Linked DNA regions of Mus musculus: all the other regions are linked to region 1. A link is a contact called in public Hi-C and HiChIP or PLAC-seq data. All regions are on one chromosome and are shown on one strand. The core of a region is the stretch at or near the end of the contact, and the rest is flanking DNA. Distances in the headings are between cores, read along the strand shown.

What was found. Hi-C and Micro-C count contacts between places; a contact is called where the count stands out from the background. HiChIP or PLAC-seq counts read pairs in DNA pulled down with a chosen protein or histone mark.
Region 2: a contact with region 1 is called in a Hi-C map of uterus, with 6 times the contacts expected there. The contact joins two enhancer-like sites. A contact is called at or near these places in 1 of 15 datasets of contacts at CTCF or cohesin (the NIH/3T3 cell line), 4 of 484 Hi-C or Micro-C datasets (Th1 cells, cerebral cortex, peritoneal macrophages and 1 more), 2 of 115 datasets of contacts at active chromatin or transcription factors (bone marrow-derived macrophages and embryonic stem cells) and 3 of 9 other capture datasets (adipose tissue, liver and pancreatic islet).
Region 3: an H3K4me3 HiChIP or PLAC-seq map of bone marrow-derived macrophages shows a contact between it and region 1, with 2.8 times the contacts expected there. The contact joins two enhancer-like sites. A contact is called at or near these places in 11 of 484 Hi-C or Micro-C datasets (the MC3T3-E1 cell line, brain, cerebral cortex and 6 more), 2 of 115 datasets of contacts at active chromatin or transcription factors (bone marrow-derived macrophages and embryonic stem cells) and 4 of 9 other capture datasets (adipose tissue, bone marrow-derived macrophages, liver and 1 more).
Region 4: a Hi-C map of B cells shows a contact between it and region 1, with 1.9 times the contacts expected there. The contact joins two enhancer-like sites. A contact is called at or near these places in 1 of 15 datasets of contacts at CTCF or cohesin (the NIH/3T3 cell line), 20 of 484 Hi-C or Micro-C datasets (B cells, CD4 T cells, the G1E-ER4 cell line and 14 more) and 7 of 115 datasets of contacts at active chromatin or transcription factors (the 230-238 cell line, bone marrow-derived dendritic cells, bone marrow-derived macrophages and 3 more).

What each region holds. Positions count from the first base shown.
Region 1 is chr10:66,851,572-66,854,488 of GRCm38.p6, forward strand. No RefSeq gene overlaps it. Among named protein-coding and RNA genes, the nearest start is that of Gm31416, 19 kb to the left of the region's middle. Within about 2 kb of position 1,355, at least 144 of the 459 cell types and tissues checked have an H3K27ac peak or open chromatin away from gene starts, as enhancers often do. A contact at or near this core is called in the 230-238 cell line, B cells, the NIH/3T3 cell line and 7 more, where this site is marked.
Region 2 is chr10:67,047,495-67,050,411 of GRCm38.p6, forward strand. All of the region lies in intron 2 of Reep3 (receptor accessory protein 3), which reads right to left. Among named protein-coding and RNA genes, the nearest start is that of Gm31763, 44 kb to the left of the region's middle. Within about 2 kb of position 1,552, at least 116 of the 459 cell types and tissues checked have an H3K27ac peak or open chromatin away from gene starts, as enhancers often do. A contact at or near this core is called in the NIH/3T3 cell line, adipose tissue, bone marrow-derived macrophages and 2 more, where this site is marked.
Region 3 is chr10:67,024,434-67,027,350 of GRCm38.p6, forward strand. The region is part of intron 5 of Reep3 (receptor accessory protein 3); the gene reads right to left. All of the region lies in intron 2 of Gm31763 (predicted gene, 31763), which reads left to right. Among named protein-coding and RNA genes, the nearest start is that of Gm31763, 21 kb to the left of the region's middle. Within about 2 kb of position 1,403, at least 250 of the 459 cell types and tissues checked have an H3K27ac peak or open chromatin away from gene starts, as enhancers often do. A contact at or near this core is called in adipose tissue, bone marrow-derived macrophages, cerebral cortex and 2 more, where this site is marked.
Region 4 is chr10:66,997,442-67,000,358 of GRCm38.p6, forward strand. No RefSeq gene overlaps it. Among named protein-coding and RNA genes, the nearest start is that of Gm31763, 6.2 kb to the right of the region's middle. Within about 2 kb of position 1,535, at least 45 of the 459 cell types and tissues checked have an H3K27ac peak or open chromatin away from gene starts, as enhancers often do. A contact at or near this core is called in the 230-238 cell line, B cells, bone marrow-derived dendritic cells and 1 more, where this site is marked.

The sequences.
Region 1 (2,917 bases), core at 105-2,604:
TGAAAGCATGTGCTATGGGGTCTTTCTTTACTTAATATATTTTATTATGCAGAAAAATGAAATTCAAATAAGAAACCACATTCCTTGAAAAAGAGAAAAATGATGGAGACCATGACATCTGACATTCATTCTATGTATGCATGTGTGTGCCTGTATGTGTGTGTGCTGCATGTGTATGTGTGTCCACATGTGTTTTGGGGCTTGCGTGTGCATGCATGCATATGTGTGCACATGCATATGTGCACAGGAGTGCATGTGTGTTCCAGTGTGTGTGTACATGTGTGTACTGCATGTGGTTGGGTGTTTGTACATGTGTATAAATGTTCAAATGTCCAGAGGACAGCCCCCAGTCACTTGTCTGTCAGGAGTCACACTTGTTTTTTACACAGGGTCTCTCCCTGGCCTAAAGCTCAGCCTGGTTTTTGCTATCTCCACGTCCCTAGTACTGAGATTACAAGCATCCATCATGAGATTCCCAGAAGATACCAGTTTCATGGGGATGCGTTGCTTCTAGAGGTCAAGCTCAGGTCATCATGCTTGCAAGGCAAGCACTTGACTAAGCCACTTCCCTATCGCCTGATACTCACTTCTGATGGTAACAGTCAGCTTAGTGTTCAAATAGCATAGAGCGACAAAAAAGAATAGAGCAATTCCCAGTTCCGACTGTAAATACAGACAGTGATAAACAGGTTCTAGCCAGGTTTGTTTAAATCAAGGGCTAGAGGCAAGCAATACTGGTCAAGACCCGGTCCAGGCCACCATCAGCTCAGATGCAGTCTGCCCTGGGAGGTGATCTGATAAGCTCTCAAACTGCGTTAAATCTCGGGGCTGGAGAGATGGCTCAGAGATTACAAGTACTGGCTGCTCTTCCAGAGGTCCCTGGTTCAATTCCCAGCACCCATGTGGCAGTTTATGTTTGTCTGATCCTCCAGTTGCAGGGGACCTCATACAACCAAAAAGTCATGCAAGCAAAACATCAATGCACATGAAAAATAAAATAAAATAAAATAAAATAAAATAAAATAAAATAAAATAAAATAAAGAAGTCATCAAAAGGAATCTTTTTTTTAAACTGTGTTAAATCTCTTTCAGGAAAGCAAACCCCTCCTCTGAGGGGCACCAGGCTCGTAGCTCTTCCCTTTTCCCAGCATGAGACTTCTGGGGAAATTCCAGTTTCTTGAAGACCATTGATTCAACAGTCTGATAGCCAAAGGGGGGACCCCAAGGGCTTCTTTAGCTTGCCTTCATTGCTGCCAGGACAGGCACAAAAGGAGAGTTGCTGTCTACACACCAACCCGTGACCTACTCAAACAGTGAGGAGAAAAATGGAGACAGAAATAGAAACTGCTTCCTCCTGGCACCCCAGCCCAGCTGATGATGTCTTAGTCATTGTCATGTGCGGCTACAGACTAACATCTGAAGACAGAGTCGGAGGAGGTTGTGAAATAAATTATAATATAGTCGGTTGGTTTTTTTCTTTAATCTGCTTTAAATTTTGCACTAAGCAAACCTTAAACAAACAAACAAAAATCTCGAAAGTAGGAAGAGAGGTCACTTTTATTCAAGGAGACAGAGCAGTTAGTTACCAAAAAAAATACCAGCTTTGCTAGGCGTGCATTTTAATTTGCCCTGCATTGCGTTGTTATCACGAACAATCACGAAGCAAATTGTAGGCAGATGCCTCTGGCTGTCCGAAAAGCGTATCAAATGAAAGACAAAGTTTCCTTGGTTCTTAGCAAATGTCATGAGGTTTTTGGGCAACGCTGAAATGCTCAAATGCAATTGAGAATGATAATCAGGTCTGCCAGTAGGGGGCGCGCAAACCAAATTTAGAAAGCGCTTCGAAATGGGCGTTTACGGAAGGAACGGATTAGGGAGCACAGCAAACTAAAGAGCAAAGTCAAATCTTCAGGGTAAAGCTTCTGCCATCTGTGCGAGAGCACAGATCTCAGAAGCTTAGGAGGTGGAAGGGACAGCTGTAGGTAGAATGCAAGACAATCCATCTAACGCCCGTTATTATTTACCCCTTTATTTCTACACCCTATTTTTATTTTGTTCATTTGGTTGGTTTTGCTCTTTACATAATGCTGGGTGTCTGTCTCAAATGCCAGCTAATAAGCACGTTCGTCAGCTAATAAGCACGTTCCTCATTTCTCCCATACATCTGATCTGAGTTTCATGATTCCTAGAACTCTTTAGCCTCTGTCCCCTGACCCTCAGGTTGTAATAACTAATTAACTCATATGCAACTTTACTGTTTTTTTTTTTTTCAAAACAAGGTCTCACGTATTGTGGGATAGCTTCCAAGAGTGACCCCGAATTTCTAATCCTCCTGCCTTCACCTCCAAAGTGTTCCAAGAGTTTGGATTACCTGCTTCACCACAACGCTTGGTGGCGTGGTGCTGGGGATGGAACCCAGGGCTTTTCGCATGCTCAGCAAGCACTCTTTGAGCTACTACACCTGACGCTCTGGCTCTTGCAGAACTTAAAAGACATCCTTTGCTAACCAAATCACTTAAGTTTTACTGGAAGTGAAGCATAATGTTGCACTCTACTAATCAAGTATAGATTGCTTTCCCTTGAGTTAGGCAAAATTCAATCTTGTTTAAAAAAAAAAAAAAAGACAAGAGTCCTTCCTCTGCCTACAATTTACAAATCCATCTATTTTCAACAGAGTCCTTCAAAATTCTGCACCAGCTTTTCTCCCAATAAACAACAGGTCCTCGTCTCCTAAAATAGTTTCGGGCATGAGGGCTGAGTCTGCTTTTGCAGACACTTTTTGCATAGCTGAAAAATCATTTTTGAAGAACCGATGCTCTTTGAAATGTGGCAATAGTTACTCGCCTATTGTCTAGGCACAGAGAAAAGCCCTTTGGAATTGTCTAGGCACAGAGAAAAGCCCTTTGGAATGGCTTGG
Region 2 (2,917 bases), core at 302-2,801, 200 kb after region 1:
AAAAAAAACAAAAAAAAACCAACCCCCCCCCAACCAACCTCCCTCATTTGTGCCTAATGATTTCAATTAGATGAAGTAAAACTCAGATCATAAATGCTAAAATATGCTCCAATGGGGAAAAAAGAAGGGCTAAAAACAAAACAAAACAACAAATAAAACCCCCAAACTTTGCTGAATCTGAAAAGAAATAAACACTGCTAGATTTCAGACCACCCAAAGAGAACTTTATTTTCTGGCCATTATTAGCTTCTTGGTTGAGTCAGTTCTCCCAGAGCGCTTGTGGACACTGAGTACTGGGGGGGGGTGAGGGGGTGGCGGGGGGGAGGGGATATGGAGAAATTCTCAGATGAGGGTTCCTTAGAAATGGCAGAGAGCTGAAAAAGATCTCTTCTGTTTCGTGAACAATTATGCAATAATTTGGTTATTTCACAACAATTTTCTCCCCCTTTAAAACAAAGAGGAACAAAATGTGAGAAATCAAATTGGAAAAAAAAACCAAAAAACCAACAACAAAAAAACCCTCCCTCTTTTATTCAACCCAGATGGCTGTGCCATGGGATGTTTCTCAGAGCTGTGCCAAGTTAGAGGCACGGTAGAAAATAAGCTAGCTTTCAAGACAGATTTAACATGGGCAGAGCCTGCGTGTGAACACGTGGAGTCTGTCTGCTCTGTCCTCGTCCCTTGACACGGGCTCCTGGGATTGAACTTAGGTCACCTGCAAGGGCATTTATTTACCTGCAGAGCCATCTTTCCAGCCCTGGCCATCATTGATGAACGTAGACGGAATGTTGGTTTACAATGGTCTAGCGCTGGGCTTCCTCTGTTTGGAGGTGGATCTCTGCCCACTGTGTCTCACGTGGGTGTTTTAATTGCTGTCGCATTTACCATGACTCCTGGGTGGGAGTTCCACAGTCCCACAGTGAACCCACAGCAGCATGAGTAACCTGCAGTTTCCAGTTCTAGCCGCCCCAGGCCCTACAGAAGACCCAGTGGCTCTGAAGGACAGAGCTGTGCTTAAGGCATGTGTGTCTGGTATGGAAACAGACGTAGCCCTGTGTGTCTCATCCCTGATCTCCTCGGTGTCCGAGAAACCTGGGAGAAGGAAAAGTGCAGAAACCTTTCAAAACGACAATTAATTTAAAAAGTGTTGAAAACAAGATGCAAAACTTAGGGCCAGCATCCAGGAAACCACTCCCAGGAGCACAAGGGAAGGGAAGAACGAACGACTTCTCTGCCCCAAGACTTTTCCATCCCCGTCGGCTGAGAATTCATGCTTCACCCCCACCCCCTTTGTTTAAAGTCCTCTTGATTTATTTGGGATAATACAGAGTTATAAGAGACACTGCCTTGTTTAACACCGTACAGAACTTCTCAGGCTTTAAAGGGGGTGGGGGTGGGGGTGGGGGTGGGGGTGGGGGAGCAGCCAATCCCTGACACTAGAGTGGGTCATTTGGCCATCTTGGAGATGAACCTGGTACATCTGTAGGCTGTACCCGCGTTTCTCTCTTCCTTTGCATTTCAACATCTCAGATCACTACTTTTCTCATCTGAGTCACCCCAAGGGGCGGTACCATTCCACAGGCATCTCAGTCAGAGAGAGGGAACGAAGGGCCACACTGAGTCTACCTGGAGTCTGGGCCAAGATTCTAAGGACAGTGGTTCTCAACCTTCCTAATGCTACAACGCTTTAACACAGTTACTCATGTTGTGGTGACAAACCCCCCCCCCCCATCATAATATTATTTTTGTTGCACCTTCCTGTCACTTTGCCACAGTTATGAATCGTAACGTAAATATTTTTGGAGAAAGAGGTTTGCCAAAGGGGTCGCAACCCACAGGTTGAGAACCACGGCTCTAGAGGAAAGCCCACAGCACGAAGGGTGGCTACCAAAGGGGAAGCCTCACCCACAGACACCAGGCCAGCCTCAAAACATGGAAACCAAGAGGAAGTCTGACTCAACTTGTATTGTGTGGTTAACTGTGTTAAAACCTGTTCCTTGTAGTCCACGTTGTTAATCGATTCATATGTTCCTAAAACAAATAACTTGTCAGTACCCAACTGTATATAAGAACTTATTGTAACTTTTGTTGTTGTTGTTTTGTTTGTTTTGTTTTTTTTCGAGACAAGGTTTCTCTGTGTAGCCCTGGCCTGTCCTGGAACTTACTCTGTAGACCAGGCTGGCCTTGAACTCAGAAATCCGCCTGCCTCTGCCTCTCCATTGTTGGGATTAAAGGCCTGCGCCACCACGCCCGGCTGAATTAATTGTAACTTTAAGAAGCACGATTTGGTACACTGTAGGTGGTGGAAGTCTGCCCAAGGAACACTTTCTTCTCTTTATTTCACCCTCACTCCCCCCACTCCACCCCCCCCCCCACCTCCCCATGTGGTCTCTATGTAGTCCTGACTATCCTGGAACTTGCTTGGTAGGCTAGGCTGGCCTTGAACTCACGGACATCCACCTGCCTCAGCCTCCTGAGTCCTGGGGTTAAAGATGTGTGCCATCACGTCTGGCCAGCAACCTCCTTTTTATTGAGCTAATGGGACTCACGGTGTTGCTTTCATACTTTGTTCGTTTACTCCAGGACCTTTTCTTGCTTCCTCTCCCAGTTTCCTTCCTCCCTTAAAAAGGCTATTTATTTATTTCTCATCACAAACTTACACACCGCAGAGTTACATCTAGATTCTGCATAGGGGAGAGAGAGAAAAGTATATTTACATATAACATTTTAAAAATCGTCAATATCCTCCCCTTAGCTGTGGATGCGAATCTCTCTGGAGGGGCCGGTAAGATGGTTCCGAGGGTGCAAGTCTGAAGACCAGAGTTCAGTCCCAGAATCCAGGTATAAAGTCGGATGCAGTGGGGTGCATCTGTAATTCCAGCACTCCTACTGTGATCTGGGAGTCAGAGATGGCAGA
Region 3 (2,917 bases), core at 153-2,652, 170 kb after region 1:
TCTTCAATGTTCCTTCAAAGGCCTATGTCTCCAGCCTGTACAGCTAGCTATTGGCAGGCCCTCAAGAGTTGGTGACCAGTGAAAGATGATTTGATGTGCCCTTGAAGGCGATCTTAGGGATCCAACCTTCCCACTGTCAGGAGGCCAGCATACTGCTCTATTACCATATGCTGATTTGACGACGGTCCAAGCAACAGTGTCCACCAGCGATGGACTAAAACCTCTTCTAGCTTGTGAGTCAATACAAACCCTGCTCAGGAAGCCAATGAGCACACTTTGTTACCAGAAGGTAACAAAGGCCTGGAGTACAATCCCTAAGATTTACTTGTTTCTCTTCCGTGTGTGGGTGCTTTGCCTGAATCTGTGTCTGTGTCTGTGTCTGTGTACTGTGTGGAGGCCATGCCTGTGGAGGCCAGAAGGTGTATCAGAGCCCCTGCAATGGGAATTATAGAGGGTTGTGAGCCACCATGTAGGTGCTGGGAAGCAACCTGGGGTCCTTTACAATACAGCAGCTGGCGCTCTTAATACCTCAGCCACCTCTCCAGTCCCCTGAGTACAATTTCTAGGGCTGACTTTAATGAGCTAAAGTGGCCCCCGAGTATTGACTGGATTGTTCCGTTGCCAGCTGTGGTGCTTCTGACTGGTGCGCTCAGTAGCTAACACCTACCTCACAAATGAACTAGAGTACTGTTGGAGGATGTGTTTGCTACCGGAGCAAGATGTTAAGAAACCAGAAGATGGGCTGAGTCTTAGGTTTCTGCACTACTGCATCTAGAAAGGTCTTATATCGAACAGGTCATTAACATGCAAACTAAGTATTTATTCAATTTAGTCCTATCTTTTTTTCTCCCATAACCTCAGACACAACCCAGAGTTATCTGGGCAGAGGAACCTCAGTTGAGGAAATACCTCCGTATTACCCGTAGACAGCTCTGTAGAACATTTTCTTTTTTCTTTTCTTTTCTTTTTTTTTTTTTTTTGGTTTTTCGAGACAGGGTTTCTCTGTATAGCCCTGGCTGTCCTGGAACTCACTTTGTAGACCAGGCTGGCCTCGAACTCAGAAATCCACCTGCCTCTGCCTCCCGAGTGCTGGGATTAAAGGCGTATGCCACCATGCCCGGCTTGTAGTGCATTTTCTTGATTAAAGATTGACATGGGAAGGACCGGCCCACAGTGGTGGGTCTAGCAGGAGGTCCGGAGTTGTACGAGACAGCAGGCTGAGCCAACAATGGGAAGCAAGTCATACGCCCCCTCGATGGCCTCTGCTTCAGTTCCTTCCTCAATTCCTGGCCGGACTTCCTTTAGCAATAGGTTGTGAAATAATCCTCCCCTCCCCCAAGCTGCTACTGCTCAGGCACAGAAACTTATCAGTTGTGATTGCTAAAGAGTTCTTCATAGACAGCAGGGTTTCAGTGTAAACACTGGAGTCTCCCAGGCATCTCAATGGAGCACCATTCACCTACTAGGAGGTTATAGCCTCAGGCTTAAACTCAGAGCAGGCCCAACTCTGGGATCTGGGGACTCACTTAAGGCCTGGACTGTAATCTAGCTTTTGAGTTACACACCCTCCTATTATCAGTACCTAGACTTTATCAACAACATCTAGGTTTCCAGGAAGTTAAATTACTGTACAGAAAAGGCAGAAAGTGGGGCTAAGGGCGTAGCTCAATTGGTCAGAGTGCTGGCTCAGCATGAGCAGGCAGAAAGCCCTGGGCTCCGTTCCCAACACTGAATAAACAGGGCCTGGTGGTGTGTGTCTGCAGTCCCAGCAATTAGGATGCGAGGCAGGAGTTTTACAGCCGTCCTCAGCTACGAAGTAATTCCGAGGCCAGCCTGGGACTAGTCTTTGGGGAAAAAGAGGATGGTGGGGAAAAAGAAAAGAAAAAAAAGGAGGTATAAATCGTTGGTTGGTTTTAGGCCATCAGAAGGTCCAACAGTTTTTATTACATGGGGAAGTTGGAGTTCCCACTGTATAGACTGAACCACAGGTAAATGAGAACAGAGGGAAAAGAAAAAAGTAGCACTGTGAAGTTGAGAAGCATTCAATGCATCGTAATTATTCAATGTTGCTGTTTCAGAGGAGAGGCGTCACTACATAATAATCACAGCCAAAGGCCAGCCTGTTCCCTCCAGTGTCATAGCGACAGCACAAAGGTCCACCAGTGCAGGAGTCATGCTTGCCACCCGATATGTAGTGGCTATACCTTCCCTGCCCCAGAATCCCAATCACACCCATAAAGTAGTCGCAACGCAAGCCTGCAGTACGTGGGGAAATATGCAAAAATGAAGACAGCATAATGTTTATGCAGATGGGACACGTGACTGAATTTCTTTCCTTTAAACTATTTCTTTAATATTATGAATTAGTAGGCTTATTTAATAAAGGTTTAAAAAACATTTTAAAAAATTAGTTTTAAAATTAGCACACCAAGTAATGGGGTTTTGTTACACAGCATTTCCATACACCTTTGTCGGTACATGTCCTTCTCACCCTGGCTTAATGAAGTTTTGATTATAATAACGGGTTACACAATAACAATTTCTGATCCATTTGTCACTATGGTTTGTGTATCTAATGGCTCACTCCTATCATAAAAAGAAAGCTAGGCACCACGAGTGGGGGGTGGGGTGGGGCTCTTAAGCCCAGCACTGGGGTGATACAAGTAGGCCAGTCCGACGTTGTCTCATAAAATAACATAAAGATAAAAGAAGAAGAAAAGAGAAAGAAAGAAAGAAAGAAAGAAAGAAAGAAAGAAAGATATCTCTTAAAAAGATTTACAATTACCTTTTAAAGTGTGCAGGTGCCTGGGGGTGGGGTGGGGTTGGCCTGGGGATGGGGTGGGGTTGGGTTGGTATTGTGCATGTGTGTGTTGGCGCTTCTGGAAGGTAGAGACTGAAGGTTGTGAGCTGCCCAGTG
Region 4 (2,917 bases), core at 285-2,784, 150 kb after region 1:
CATGTCTTGGGTATAGAGGTCAGAAAACAACTATTTTTTTTTAAAAATAGATTTATTTATCTTATGTATATGAGCACTTTATCTGCATGTACACCTGCATGCCAGAAGAGGACACCAGACCCCAGGAGAGATGGTTGTGAGCCACCATGTAGTTGCTAGGAATTTAACTCAGGTCCTCTGGAAGAGCAGTCAGTGCTCTTTAACTGCTGGGTCATCTCTCTAGCCCCAGAGAACAACTTTGTGTGTGTGTGTGTGTGTGTGTGTGTGTGTGTGTGTGTGTGTGTGGTTTCAAAACAGGGTTTCTCTGTATAGCCCTAGATGTCCTGGAACTCACTCTGTAGACCAGGCTGGCCTCGAACTCAGAAATCCACCTGCCTCTGCCTCCCAAGTGCTGGGATTAAAGGCGTACGCTACCACTGCCTGGCCAGAGAACAACTTTTAGAAATGCTTTATCTCTGCTATGGATTCTGGGATTGAATTCAGGTCTTCAAACTTGGCCGCCAATGCCTTTACCCACTCAGAGAGCTCACCAGCCCATCTTTGAGAATTTAGACAAATGTATAGACGTCCACATATATATATAGCCAGGATTAAACTAAACTGTTAGTATTAGGGGATTTTTTGTTCCCTCACACTGGCTAATTTAAAATCCTTTCATATATTCTTTTTGTATCTTCTAAATTTTCTAAAGGAGTAGGTCAGTTTTTGAAACAGAAAGCAAAGCAGTAACGTTATTGATCGTTATTAGTTTGACATGTGTGGGCACCTTCTACACTTGGAGGGATTAATTTAATAAAGAGGACTGAGAGGCAGGAAGGAGATCAGGGACCTTTGCAAAGGAGAGAGAAAGACAGAGAGAGAGAGACAGAGAGAGAGGGAGAGAGAGAGTGGGAAAGAGAGGGAGAGAGAGAGAGAGAGGAGAGAGAGAGAGAGCGCTGTCAGGCAATGGCACACGTCTTTAATCCCAGCACTTGGGAGGCAGAGGCAGGCAGATTTTTGAGTTCTAGGCCAGCCAGGTCTACAGAGTGAGTTCCAAGACAGCCAGGGCTACACACACACACACACACACACACACACACACACAGAGAGAGAGAGAGAGAGAGAGAGAGAGAGAGAGAGAGAGAGAGAGAGAGAGAGAAATCTGCCCCCTCATGGAGCAGAGGCAACTGATTGAGAGGCACCCAGTCTGCTGAGGTCATTGTAGAGCTCTGACGGGAATTCATGACTACGATTATTTTGTGCCCAGGGAAGCAATGTCTCAGGTGTCCTGGTTACCTCCTTCTCTCTAGGTCAGAGCAGGACATGTGCCAAGATGATGATGGCCACCCCATCCTGAAAGTGCCCCACCTCATCTGAAATGAGATGAGATGTCATCATATCTAGGGCAAGGGAATGTTAGCACCAAGTTCGGGGACATTTGTTTGCTGTGGGGTCAGCCTTTACCGCTGGCTAACTGAGGCAGCCGAGAGACAGTCAGACACATACCCTTCATTCTCTTGTGACATGTCTGAGTTTCATTTCCTCTTTGTGATCTTTCTAGGGAAACCCCAGGGCTACTGGGTGACCTGTGGGGTGACTCTCTAGCCGCCGCTGCAGGCGTTGGCACTGCATCTTTCTCCAGCGCATCCCCTTTTTCCCTCCTTCCTCTCTCTTTGCTCTAACTGGCCAGGCTTATATTTCCTTGGCAGGGTTTCTCACCTTCTGCATTTCACCATAGTGGGATTTAGACCACCTTCTGGAACACAGGAATACCTCAGTTGGGGGGTGGGGCACGGTAATAGGAAACTAGATATTTAGAATATAATATTGGTCCCAATTTAGTGACTGATGGTGGTTCTAGCTTGAAGAATTGGATGGACACCGGCTTGTCACCCGTTGCCACGTGTAGCATGAACGAAGCCCTCAGTGAATATTTTTGGATGAATTTATTTGTTTATTTAAAGATTTATTTATTTTATTTATATGAGTACACTGTAGCTGTCTTCAGACACACCAGAAGAGGCATCATATCCCATTACAGATGGTTGTGAGCTACCATGTGGTTGCTAGGAATTGGACTCAAGGCCTTTGGAAGAAGAGACAGTGCTCCTAACCACTGAGCCATCTCTCCAGCCCTTTTGGATGAATTTATGATGCTTTTATAACTAAATGAAGACTGCAAAAAGATTAGAGACAGAGTCTCACTGCGTAGCGCTGGCCATCCTAGAACTCAATATGTAGACCAAGTTGACCTTGAACTCACAGAGATCTGCCTGCCTGCCTGTACCTCCTAAATTATGAGATTGAAGGTGTGCATCTCTGGCACAGAAATAATAATGATGATAATAATAATGTTATTGTTATTGTTGTTGTTGTTATTATTATTATTATTATTATTATTTTAAACCTTGTCTCTCTATTTAGTCCTGAGTGTCCTGAAACTTACTATGTAGAGCAGGCTGGCCTCAAAATCATAGAGATTGGGTTGCCTCTGCCTGTCTCCTAAGTGCTGGGACCAAAGGTGTGTGGCCCATGTGCCTGGACCAGTTGTTTGTTTGCTTAAGGTCTCATATGTTGATTAACCTCAGGCCCCAGGGCTAGCTTGAGGTTGTAGTTTTGTTTCCAGCTGGTTTCCTGTATTCATCTTTTTTTTTTTCCATTTCACCTGTTAATCACTTTTGCTTAGCCTACAGGAGGATCTGGAGTGGATGCCCAGAACCACATTCATCTGTACTTACAGGGCCCCTGGGGTAGAGGCAGAGACAGCAAAAGTTCAAACTAGATAGATTGCAAGTGCACAGACAGCCTGGGCTACAGTGATTCCTGTCTTAGAAAGAATGAGAAGAGGGGAGACGCCTTGCCGGAGGTCAAGCCGATTTTATTCTGGTTGAACCTAAACAGAAACCTCTGTGAAGAATGCTACGGACTCAAGAGTAGC